2 separate regions of the Triticum aestivum genome follow, and region 1 is linked to region 2. Evidence: chromatin contacts called from public Hi-C data. All regions are on one chromosome and are shown on one strand. The core of a region is the stretch at or near the end of the contact, and the rest is flanking DNA. Distances in the headings are between cores, read along the strand shown.

The links. A called contact is a pair of places that touch in the nucleus more often than the background predicts.
Region 1: a contact with region 2 is called in a Hi-C map of leaf, with 5 times the contacts expected there. The contact joins the promoter of LOC123079268 here to the promoter of LOC123079264 in region 2. A contact is called at or near these places in 3 of 5 Hi-C or Micro-C datasets (all in leaf).

What each region holds. Positions count from the first base shown.
Region 1 is chr3D:416,310,530-416,316,685 of IWGSC CS RefSeq v2.1, forward strand. It overlaps LOC123079268 (clp protease adapter protein ClpF, chloroplastic), which reads right to left and starts at 2,194. Exons shown (of 11, transcript XM_044502003.1): 1 at 1,955-2,194; 2 at 1,163-1,576; 3 at 891-950; 4 at 715-806; 5 at 435-513; 6 at 270-363. The coding sequence starts at 1,501. It overlaps LOC123079271 (isopentenyl phosphate kinase), which reads right to left. Exons shown (of 12, transcript XM_044502004.1): 2 at 5,973-6,156; 3 at 5,435-5,532; 4 at 5,246-5,288; 5 at 4,786-4,847; 6 at 4,616-4,672; 7 at 4,154-4,189; 8 at 3,967-4,044; 9 at 3,698-3,764; 10 at 3,504-3,566; 11 at 3,001-3,104; 12 at 2,426-2,896. The coding sequence ends at 2,804.
Region 2 is chr3D:415,795,713-415,802,062 of IWGSC CS RefSeq v2.1, forward strand. It overlaps LOC123079264 (glutathione S-transferase 1), which reads right to left and starts at 1,311. Exons shown (of 3, transcript XM_044501996.1): 1 at 1,037-1,311; 2 at 373-421. The coding sequence starts at 1,186. LOC123079265 (LRR receptor kinase SERK2) reads right to left here. Exons shown (of 12, transcript XM_044501998.1): 5 at 6,180-6,323; 6 at 6,019-6,090; 7 at 5,842-5,907; 8 at 5,694-5,764; 9 at 5,402-5,542; 10 at 4,685-5,026; 11 at 3,666-4,060; 12 at 2,807-3,437. The coding sequence ends at 3,123.

The DNA.
Region 1 (6,156 bases), core at 944-3,443, 520 kb after region 2:
CAGTTCAGTCTCCGACTGTAGGAACGCAAACTTGAACAACTTAACAATCGACAAACTATTGTTGACAAAAAAAGATAGTGACCAACACTGATATGTTTACTTAGAAATACTCCCTCCGTTCCAAAATAGATGACCCAACTTTGTACTAACTTTAGTACAAAGTTGGGTCATCTATTTTGGAACGGAGGGAGTAACAATCAATGGAATTATTAGCAGTCCTTTAGCATGCCAGAGCTTTTAACAATAACAGATGGTGCAAAATTACTCACCATGTACTTTGTGGCGTACTTTCTGCCCTAGTCGAAACTCATATTTCACACTTTGGTAGGCCAGGGCTTTAGCAGAAAGTGCCAGAGAATCACCCTACATGACATTTGAAGTAAAGCTATTTAACATAATCATGACATGACTGGTGCACCTAAGTTTTGGCATACCTCAAGCTTAGAGATTGTGTCACGCAGCTCAGCTGCCAAAGCATAGTTCTCGCTCTCAATAGCATTCTGCAAATCTGCACTGCAACAAAAGGATAAAGGTGAGCTCTCTGCCAAATGAACCAACTTTGGAGTGTTCCACAACAAATTTTCCCTTACGAGATTAGCCTATATGTTAATTAAGAAAATGGAGCACCAGAGCATAATCATTATATTGGGAAAATGTACATGTTATAGTATTTTAAATCTTCTCCTTACGGGTACCAAGGAAATATCAACATACCGCGCGCGTAGGAGATTTAAAGATTTATCCTGAGCTTCATTCTTCGATGAACCTCTTTTAGCTTCACGCTGCCTAGTTACCTCTGTTTCGATCTACAAAATAAGAGATAAGACTTTCTTCACAGAGAAATTATCCTCAAAATTCACTTATCTTAGAAGTGAACGCCATTAAGGTACCTCAGCAAGCTTTTCCCTTAATTGCTTTGCCGCATCAAACTGCTCTATATTCAATGCATACTGGCAAGAACCAAGCAGAGTTCAATAGTGAGGTTCGATTTGCATAAATAATTATCAAACATTTGGATGTATCAGTTGTCAGTGGAAACAACAGTGAAACGATGTTAGATTCAACTAGTAAACTGTAATCTAGACAATTGACTGGTAAAAAATTACAGTATGACAGATATTAGTAATTGCGGTGAGGTGGTGGCAAAGAAGCAAACACTCACCTGTATCCGAGTCTGTACATCCAGCTGAAAGTAGAAGATCAAGATGTCTTCGTTAGCAGACTCACTGCGCTCCAGCCTCGCGGCCGCATTATTGTTACTGTTACTGTTACGAGCATCTCCTCCAAAGAACCATCTGGCATTGGTCCTTACTGTGGTGTTTATTTTTCCACGGTTGGTCCCCATGTGCAGCTTTTCCGCACACCAGCGCCACGCGTATGCCCCACGGCTTGCAGGATTTATTTTGTAACAGAACCTCAGATCATTCCTAGCAACACAGGCTGATCTGCAGTTTGTTCCGTGGGGCGTGGCGACCGAATCGCACACAGATATGCCTTGCATTGTATATACGCAATGTGATAGGTCCAAAACATGCACGGGTCGATCGCCACAGCTGGAGCGGCACAATACCCACACCTACATACAGTCGTAAGCAGCTAGTTAATGGGACATACAACTGCACCAGAGCACACAAACAAACAATGACATGCTCTAATAAGATGAACTGAAGCAACTTTGCCTGAAACTCGTTATAATTCTGCTAAATAGGTTGAAACCACAAAATACACCTGAATTAACAAAGGCGTATTCCTATTTAAAAGCAGTGCTAGAAATCCTACTTAAAAAAAATTGCGGGGCATGTTCTTCTAATCCCTAAATGTTGGTCAATCTGTTTTTGAGTTGCAGAACTGGCGTTCAAGTATCGAGACGAGAGGGGGACGATGCTACAGGGTGCGGCGGCGGCGGGGCACGGAAAAATCAAGGCGGGGCGGGGAGGGAGCAGAGCTCGGTTACCGGAGGCGGCGGCCTTGGGCTTGGGGGAGAGGAGGAAAGCACGGTGCGGCGCCGGTACACGCAGCGAGGGACCGCTGGAGCGGGCGCAGGGAACGCGTGGGCGCTGCGCGGCGCCAGGGTACGGAACGGGGTTGCGTTGGTGTTGCGCTCTGTCGCTGCTGCTATGCCTACGGTAGTGGTTGATGTTTGGTGGATAGGGCGCCCCAGCTCCCAACTCGCCGCCCTGGACCAGTCGTTCGTTCTTTAGCCCGAGCGTTTGCTGCCTGCATTAAGATTTTCGTGGAATTCGAGTTAAATTTCTGCCGGGAAATGTAGAAATGAAAAGGTACTGCATCGCACCATATGGTTGCTTTATTTTTATTTATTTATTTGCGAGGCACCCTATGGTTGCCTTGCCTTCAATTTGATTATCAAACTATCAAAAATAGGTTACACGATTTGCAAATGATTTCCTCAACGTTTAACTCATTATTTCAGTTCAGTAACAATCCCTCTGTAAACAAATATAAGACGTTTTAGATAACTTATTTGTTTACAGAGGGGTATTATTTATATAAACCTATTGGTTTATGGTCCTGATTACAGAAAATCCACCTCACTCCAGCTGACAAACAACTGCATTTTTCTCGTAAAAGTAATAAATGGCTACTGTAAATCACAAAGGAATGTTCCGTGTTCTCGGACATATGGAGGTATTACCATTGGTCACAACACTAGCGTGCCATTCAGCAAAAAAAGTGATCGCAGTAGGAATAAACCTCTAAATTATCATCTGGCGAACATCAAAGCTCATCAGCGAACCCTACGCGACATAAAAATTTGCGTTGCTTCTCTTCTGTGGCAAGAACTCTATTTGGCAGCGCGTATAACAGTCCCAAGCCAATCGTCCGAGCTTGTGTTCACATCCCCCTTCAAGGCTCTCAGGGAGTGCTCAGTGTCAACCTGCATCACAAAACAACTTTTTAACAAAAACTGTACTGTCGCATTATGAATTTAGTTATCGTTTTAGTCACGTTTTACGGTATGAGCAGAGGAAATATTCACACCTTTGTGATGTACACATCAACTCCAAGCCTAGCTATCGCGGCAGCTTCCAGTATTTTGGTCTCCATTCCTCCAGTGGTGTCGTGTGCGGCTACTGATATCTCCACTGCAGTGAATCGCTGGATATCTTAGGCTTATACAAGCGATACTAGTTTACAAGCAGTACATCTGGATCATGAAATTAGTCTGTTCTCAGTCCAATAAACCATAATTTTGATGACAGCGACTCATGTTACAGATAATTGCTCCCTCAAAGCATTTCCCCCCCTTCAAACGATACATAAGAACAAAGAATGCATTTGGTGATAATAAGGTTGTCACTTAGGAAATCATCACTGACTACTTGAATCAAGCATTTTTTTGTTTTACAATTATCAACTTGAAATTGCTATGTTCAACCTCTGCAGGCTGTAGCGGCATGCCTTCATCAGTATATACTACACAACTATGCAGACATCAACCACTCAACCATCATGGTACACATGGAAGGGAGACATGATGATACCTTCTTTTCTGTTGCCTTGTAATGCAGGTTTTACAATCGACCAGCCTCCGTTGTCATCTACCTCTGTTAAGCAGCACATGTCAGTAAACTGGAATTGCATGTTTTTTCCTGCATTTCCCTACAATAATTGATGTATATCAACCAAGAAGATTACACATGCAGACAAAGTTGATCTACAACGGGTGGATACTAACCTATCTCTTTGAGAAGTACTGCATTTGGGTCAGTTGGAGGACGGTCATATACTCCATGAACATCTGTCTAAATATCAATTGTCAGAGTAAAGAAAAACTTGGCAAAACAATGAAACATATGAAGCATGGTGCATACAAATGAAATAAGATGAAGCCCATCTTATAACAACAAAATTGAATTATAAGAAAGACAGTACAGCTAAGTCAGCAAGTTGCCATACTGTTACAATAAATGATCAAGTCATGGTAAGGAGACAAGGTAACAGTACCAGAAACACGACATATTTTGGAGTCAAAAGCTGTGCAAGGTGGCGTATAATGACATCCCCACTCAATATGGTGCAGTCCTGGTCATTTAATCCTAACATCAGTCTCAGTACAAGTGAATAAATAGTGTGTCCCAACCTGTATGTGAATCTAAACAAGAATGTGGGCATAATCCAATTTAAAACTCACCAGCGATTCATCAAGAACAGCATCTCCGTGCAAAACCTGCGAGGAAACAGACCATTATTCTACACAGAAAACCATAGCTGCAAGTTTGTATTCTTCTTCATATGTAGATGAAAAAAGAACACGTGGAAGTTAGGCGATGCTTCCCTTATTCTTATAACATTACTGAAAAACTGTCCGAGCTATTTCAAATGTCAGAACTGATCTATTACTTAACAATACACCCAGAGCTATGTTGGGAACATATATGTATTGCGAATCATTGCAGCTTACCAAAAGCATTAGTGAAAGATCCATGTAAACAATGCTCATTAAACACAAGTCTAAAGAATATGCTACTAATATCCAGAAACAACATTTTTGCCGCATATGATTCACATAATTGCCGTACTTGGGCTGCAAACTTAGATCAAAGAAAATTTCTACAGAAATAATTACTAAAGAACCTAAGGTGCAATAGCTTACAGGGACAAAACCAGCATGGAGTGACTCAATGATTTGAGAAGCATTGGCTGATGCAAGCTGCAAATGCACATATGTCAACATCTTTGTTTACACGATTAGACATATATCCACAAAAACTGTGTATTGTCAGGTGTCTATCCAAAGATGCAAGAATCCTCTAGTTTGCTCACATCTCTTCGCTGAGTAGACCATCCACAAGCAAATGGTGACATCCCAACAGACGGTATTCCTTCTGCAGAAGCACTTCCACAAGTCATTTATTTACCACTGATTCACACTTAAAAATTAATAGTTTTTATAAAACATATATCACAAAATTGATATATAAGCTGGTCAGGTCATTGAAAATACATAGTAGATATATGAATTGTTATTGCTATATGAACATGCATCCTTGCAATTTAAGTAAAAACTTCAGATCACGACATAATTCATCCAGACAAAGGAACACATGCAGATCCTGTGGAAAAACAATAATAAACATAATCATGAACTTTCAATACCTATTCAAGACGACACTAATGACAACACACTAGTTGATTAGTTCACCATAATGACAGATTACCATGATAAGCATGTAGCTGAATTATTAGCATAAAATGCACTAGTCTTCATTTCTATGTAGTGTACCTCTTGCCAAGGCTCTAACAATTTCCTGGTTGAGAGAAGTCACCTATGTTGCAACATATATATTATTAGAACACTGTTTAAGCATTGCATCAAAGAAGCATGGCATACATCGACAAGATCCTGAAAAAAAATATGGAACTGGAAGTTACGATATCCACATGATAGTGAAATTTTAGAAGTGCACCGTACTGAAATTCTTGTAGCCACAAAGCCAGCCTTCACCAGTGTTGAATGCAACCCTCCTTTATGTACTCCAGATCTACTTGCTTGGAAGTGGCCAAAAGAACCTGAAGTAGTAAATTCAGATAGAGGACTATTACAATCTTGATATCATGACACTAATTTTACAAACTCAAACTCTAGCAGCCCAATTATAGTTACAGGGATTACGGGTACCGTATAACATTGGAACTGACCAAATTCCCTGGTTCTTCAGCACTATCCTACAGGCAGACCCTAGAGACTATCAATCAGACCCATTGCATGCTAAATATCTTCCAAGCAGGTTATTTGCACTAATAATGTAAGCATGGCTCGCTCACTGAGAGGCATTTCAAGGTCACTTGGTAGTTAGCGTCAATTCTGACAGCACATAGCATCCCAAATTATGTTCATCAGTTCGTCTGGATTCTACACCCAAATCAGAAATCACCTAGTTCAGCTCATCAGCAAGCGTAAGACAGAGAGCCAGTGCCCAGAGGCAACACAGATTCCGAGCTATATATACCTGCGCCGTGGACGACGACGAAGTTGCTGTCGAGCCCCAGCCCCGCCATACCCGCGAACCCCTCCGCGTCCACGACCGGGTCGGCCGGATCGCCGGGCCTCCTGCTCCAGTCCATCCCCCTAACCTTCTCCGGGGCGGTGCCGTCGGACTCGGACATGGCCTGCCGCAGCTGCGCGCACGCCGA
Region 2 (6,350 bases), core at 61-2,560:
ATTTGTACTCCTTTTTTTTCTTTTGATGAAACAATGGGAGCCTGCTGCCAAAGTGACTACAACATCAAGGAAAACATACAAATAATAAAATCGAAAAGGAAAACAAGAGGGGGGCTCCTAATATAGTAACAGCTGACAATTTATACATAATTGATACTTTTTTGCATCACGCTATCTTAGACTGACAGCTTAGGTACCATTATATTTCAACGAAGGTGGAAAACTGGAAATGCCAACTTAGACACACTTTTGGGAAATAAGGCAGCAACATCAACAGCAAAGCAACAATAATGCTTAGAGCATCTTGTCCCTTTTAAGTTTATATTCACAATGGATGGAAAAGAGACACATCTCCAAGAGTTAGCATCATACCCCAGACGTAGAAGTCGCCATCCTGCAAAACCGGCATCTGACCAAAGGGCTGCAGAGGACCATATGAAGACAGTGAGGTTTTTGTCAATCGGATGTCACACCTCTAAAAAACAGGAATCATCAAATGCCACAGTTACATAACACTAAGATCGGTTGGTCAAACCTATATGAACAAGATAACATGCAAACATTTCCATTTTCTTGTACATGCTTCTTTTAGTATAGAACCACCGGTGAACAGACAGCCGCTAAACATACCCCGTAGTAGCAGACTAATTGTATGCATAGATACTTCGACATTCAAATTTATGGCTAATTGCGCATTCAACAAAACTGTAGCTACTAAAGGGATCGACAAAGCAGAGTGTGGAAAGATCTGCTCAAAAGGCAAAAAATGCTTAGAAGCCAAGTCTGAAATTTCGAATAGTACCACTATGGACCCTTAGGAACTAACGCTTGTTTTGATGACCAGTTGATTAGGTCTCCTGCTGAGATCATATGTTGCATGTGTTCGTTTCTGAAATTTTAGTCAGGGCTTCATAAGAACACCAAGCAGGCATGGGTTTCAGTCAAGTGCACCGGAAACGCACCGGAAACCCTTTTGAGACTAGAGTAGAAGCATATATGGAGGGCATTGCAAACTGAAGGCGGTAAGCATACGTACGTTCCTGGCGAGGTGGTCGGGGGTCTTGTGCTCGCCGGCGCCGAAGTCGATGGGCACGACGTCGTACTCGACGCCGGCCTCCTCCAGGGCCGCCACGCACCTCGTCACGTTCCACGACATGGTCATGCCGTACAGCTTCACCGGAGCCATGGCCACCCTGATCCCTGTTACGAGTTACGACCCGATCTGGAGGGTAGGTGAGAGGAGAGGAGAGCAGCTGAGGGAGGAGACGGCGGAGGTGAGAGGAGAGCACACGCTTCTCATTTCTTTTTAAACCTCAAGGTTTACACTTTACAGTTTACAACACAGCCACACACTTTTTCTTCTTCCTTTTTTCTTTTTTGAGAAGAACACAGCCACGCACTAGGCCGATCCCCCATTGGGCCACTCTCGGTCCCTCGTTACAAGCCCGACGGCCCACGGCCGCAAGAGGCAGCTCCCTTGCAATCTTAAGTCCGCTGCAGGTTCGGTACTCTGCACTGCAGGCGTGACAGTTGCCCCTCCTTAAGAGGAATCCCCCGTTCAAGATGGCCGCCGTCGGAGCATGTCATAGTCTTCCCATGTTGCGGTGTCAGCTGGCAGCGTATCCCATTGAAGACGAAGGCCCTGTTCTGTAATCACCCGCTCCCGGAATCTGCGGAGCGGGGAACTGCAACTCCGCCATTTTGAACTGCAGCTCCGCCAACTCCACTCTCGGAGTTGTGGAGCGGAGCGATACCGAACAGCGCCGAAGTTGGACGACCGGAGCGTTGTTCTTCTTTCGTCATGCGGCGGTCCAGGTGGCGACTGGTGTCAGCGAGGTCGAGAATGCGCAGCAGCTCCGAAAACACTGGCGCACAGTGATGGATGAAGGACTTGAGCCGTGAGACGTGGAAGACAGGGTGGATGCAGTTGCCTTGTGGAAGCTTCAGGCGGTAGGCCATCGTTCTGACACGCTCTTCGACCGCGAATGACCCGAAGTACTTGTACGCCAGCATGGGATGGAGATCGGCCTTCTTCTTGAAGGGGAAACTTGTTCTTCAATGTGAGACAGTGTTCAAGCTGCGGATCCTTCTTTATCACCGGGAGAAACAGAGCAGGGTATGGGCTCATGATGTGCACGATCACCCTGGTGCCTAGCATCTCGTTCACCTATCGTTCGGTCTTTTCCTCTTGTAAGGGCGAGTATCAATACATGTCATCCTCTTTTAAGGGCGAGTATCGATACAACCACGTGTTGATCGGTGTGGTGCCTTGCTCCGACGGTGCGACATGTCAACAACGCGTGGTCATACTGACGGCATGAGTGTCATCGGTTCAACGAAGAAGTCCGGGAGCATGGCCTGCATGGTGGGTGGAGGTGTGTTCCTCAGGTGTGTCGGCAGTAATGTGACAAGAGGTTTTTTTTAGAAAAGACCATCATGACTAGCTTTATTAATCACACGATAAAAATACTGTCTATGAACTTACTAACCAAGACAATCTGGTGGCTCATTTGTCCAAACACTAGAAAAGTGATTACAAAAACTGTAATTAGCTATCGCATGTGTCGCTTGATTAGCCGAACAATAACAATATTCAAATTTGATCTTCCCCATGGTTGAAACTACGGGTTTATTAGATACATGTCACTCCAATTATGGTGACACCCAGCAAAGATAGCCACGCCTGCATCCCACCATCTCGTTTGCCCAGTACAAAAGTTATTGCTGCTGTAGCCTGTAGGTGTGCTCGGCCCTGGAGCAAAGCAAGATGCGCGGCAGCAGAACCAACTCCATATGGAGCCACGCATGAAGGGTCGGCAAATGGCTATGCAAAACAAATCGATTTACATACACTAAGCACGTGCTGCCTCGCCAAGCAGAAGGTGCATATAAAAGTTTCAACTTTCATTTCAAGCCACCCCAGCGGCAGCACCTGCATATCTACTCCTCTTTTTTGCCTGTCCAGTCCAGAGCTAACGCCCCGGCACAAAAACCAAGGTTTCGTGGAGGCAACACGAATATACAGTCAGCAACATTGACTTACGACAACATCACAATATACAAGACTCCGACCCTGCTACGAAGAATGGCATTATTACCAACAGCGAGCAGTCTGACGCCGGTTATCTGCCGGCGGACAGTTCGATGGCGTCCTGGTTGTAGATGGAGTCTTCGCCCCAGTCGAACCGCTGCTGCATCCGCTCGTAGTCCTCCCTCCTCGTCACCTCCACCTGCTGCCACTCCTCCCACCGCTCCGCCAGGCCTTCCCCTTCCAGCATCCTTACCACCTCCGACATGGAGGGCCGGTCCTCGGGCGACCCCTGGGTGCACAGCAGCGCGATCTGCATCATCATCTCCACCTCCTGCCTGTCGAAGCTGTTGTTCAGGTTGCGATCCACGATGGCGTCTAGATTCCCTTCTCTTTGTAGCTTCTTCACCTGCACATTTGCGGCACGAACATTATGCTTTAGATCATATGCTGCGGCATCCAGGATTTATTTTAACTAGTGTCGTGTAGTGCTACTCTACCAAGAATGCATGTCTTTTTGTTCAACTAGTGCGAGTCTCTTAAGTTGTTGTCCATAGAGTTCTTCATACACAAAGCTTACTCCGTAGCAGCTTGAATCAATCAAGTTTAGATGGGGTGGGAAGTGGAGTTGACTTACATGATCAAGTAACAGCACGTCATCTTCTTCCTCCAGACGTGAAAAGTCAATGGCGCGCTGCCCGGTGACCACTTCAAGAAGCATTATACCATAGCCGAAAACATCTGTTCTCTCAGATGACTTCCCTGTGGACAGATATTCTGGTGCAATGTGACCCATAGTCCCTCGGACTTGAGTGGTCACAGATGTCTTCTGTACATCCACCAACTTTGCCAAGCCAAAGTCGCCCACAACTGGTTCGAAACCTTCATCAAGCAAGACATTCGCGGCCTTGACATCACGGTGTATGATCTTAGGATTGCAGTGCTCGTGCAGGTACTCCAGTCCACGCGCTGTGCCTATAGCCACTCGTTTCCTTGCGTTCCAATCTAATATTGGTTCCCCAGGTTTAAATTCTGCACCATTCAACACAAGGAGCACATAAGAGAAAAGTATACAGATGGAAAGAAAACAGAAAAACTAACAAATAGATTTAGTCATTGTAAACTGAAAGGTAATGAATGTCCACAACAAAAACGAAGCAGACTAGAAAAACATTTAAGAAAAATCATGTTCTGGATGTAGAAGCAAATTGCATTTCACTCACTTTAATCATTTAATAAACACTGGATGTTGGATTTTACTGACTGGCCTTTTTCCTTTCTTTCATCACTTACCTGGATGGTATATCTCGGAAGATTATTTGATATTGCATTTTGATCTTGGTCTATCTATTCTTTACTCAGGATTTATACTGCCTACCAAGTAACTGTCTAGATCATTTTACGACTTACTAGAAACAAGTCTATGCATGCTGGCATCTTGCATTGGTAAAGCAAACAGAGCATACGAAATATAAAGATTTCAACAGGAAGCTATCTAAATTTTTAAAAGTTACTAAGCCTAAATGAAGGTCCAAGACCAGTTACAGAATCTTTAAGCACATTGATGAAGGATCTGAGAAACTTCATAGAGTAGCACAACCGTGGGATTGCAGGAGATAAATCAACTGGTTGATTGGTTAAGAAGAAAGAAAGTACCTCGCAAACGGTAGGCTACGCTAAGATTCTGCATGAAAGGATAAACAAGTAGACGTTCCGTTTGTGTTGTACAGAACCCAATCAATCTTAAAAGATTCCGGTGAACTGCAACACTAATCAGCTCAACTTCACGCAGGAAGGCAGCCTCCCCACCAGGACTTTCATAATCAGTTAACCGCTTTACGGCTATCTTAGTGCCATCTGGAAGTGCTCCTTTATATACTTTTCCAAAGCCCCCTTGTCCAAGAACATTTTTCTCACTGAAGTTATCAGTAGCGAGTTGTAATTCTCGCCATGCAAACCTTTTCAACTGCCCAAATGCAATTCTTCGGTCATCCTCACCTGTGGAAGTTATCAGATCTGTTAGTTAAATCGAAGAAAAATCTCGGCCTCTGCATACGAGGAATGCATTCAGCTACATATGATTGATCAGTTCAATGCAATGCAACACATGAAAACTTCAAAATTGTAAGCTGGACATTGGGCCTCAAAAACACAGATGGTGCTACAGAGAAGTCGCAAAAGATGCTGGACACTAACTATTTCCATATAGCCAGAAACACTGTTACATGTGGTTCAGTAACCATAATATGCCAGTAACAAAAAAGCTGTGTATGCATATATAAACCAGTAAACCACATCTTCGTTTCGATAAGCTAATGAACAAGACTACAGGGGAAAAAAAGATGAAAACAAACAAAGCACCATATACACTACCTGATACATCCACAAAAACTTCACGCAGATGACCTTTTCTCCTTCCATTACAGATAATAAACAGAGCCCCTATGATGAGCAGCCCTATCACTCCACCAACTGTTCCAAGGACAACGCCTATTTTCGAACCACGGGATGAACCTATTAAAGAGTGATAAAATTAGCATATGCCTCAAAATCATTTTACAGACATCAAATCAACACTCTGCATTTCGTGCTATTTGACAAGTGTACAATGCAGAACAGAAAAATATGACCCAGGGAAAAAACAAAAGAAAATATGGCCGGTTACCTTGGTAAGGCGAACTTGATGCACAAGGATGAGCGAAGTTTGCTCCACAAGTCAAGTTATTGCCAGAAAAGCTGTGAAAGAAATAAACCTTTGTTAGACCTTCTAATTAACACACATAGAATTAAATGTTATAATGACCCCCCATTACTTGTAACGTGCAACTTGAAATAGTTGAGCAGGTATTGGACCGGAGAGATTATTGTAGGCCAACCGACTGCCATCATAAGAAAGAAATTAATTGTATATGATAGGAGATTAAGAATAATATATATGAGCTCTTGTGGACAGAAATCACGAATATTAATATTACTAGTTTGCTTCTTACATGTCTGTCAAGCTTGAGATGGTTGCCAGTGTATCAGGAACAGTTCCACTTAGTCTGTTTTGACTTAGTATCCTGGTTACAGAACAAAAGGTGAATGGGAATCAGGGAATGTTAAATGACTGATGTTCATGACATTAAGTAGTAACAATTCCGATACATACAAGAGTTGGAGCTTCGAAAGATGGCCAAGAGAAGCTGGGATTTCTCCAACCAGCAGATTTTCTTCCAAATCTAAGCTTGTCAAACTAGATAGGTTCCCAAGCTGCTCTGGTATGGTACCGGTAATCTTGTTACCAGGTAAGGACCTGCAATGTCATGCACCACAAAGATTA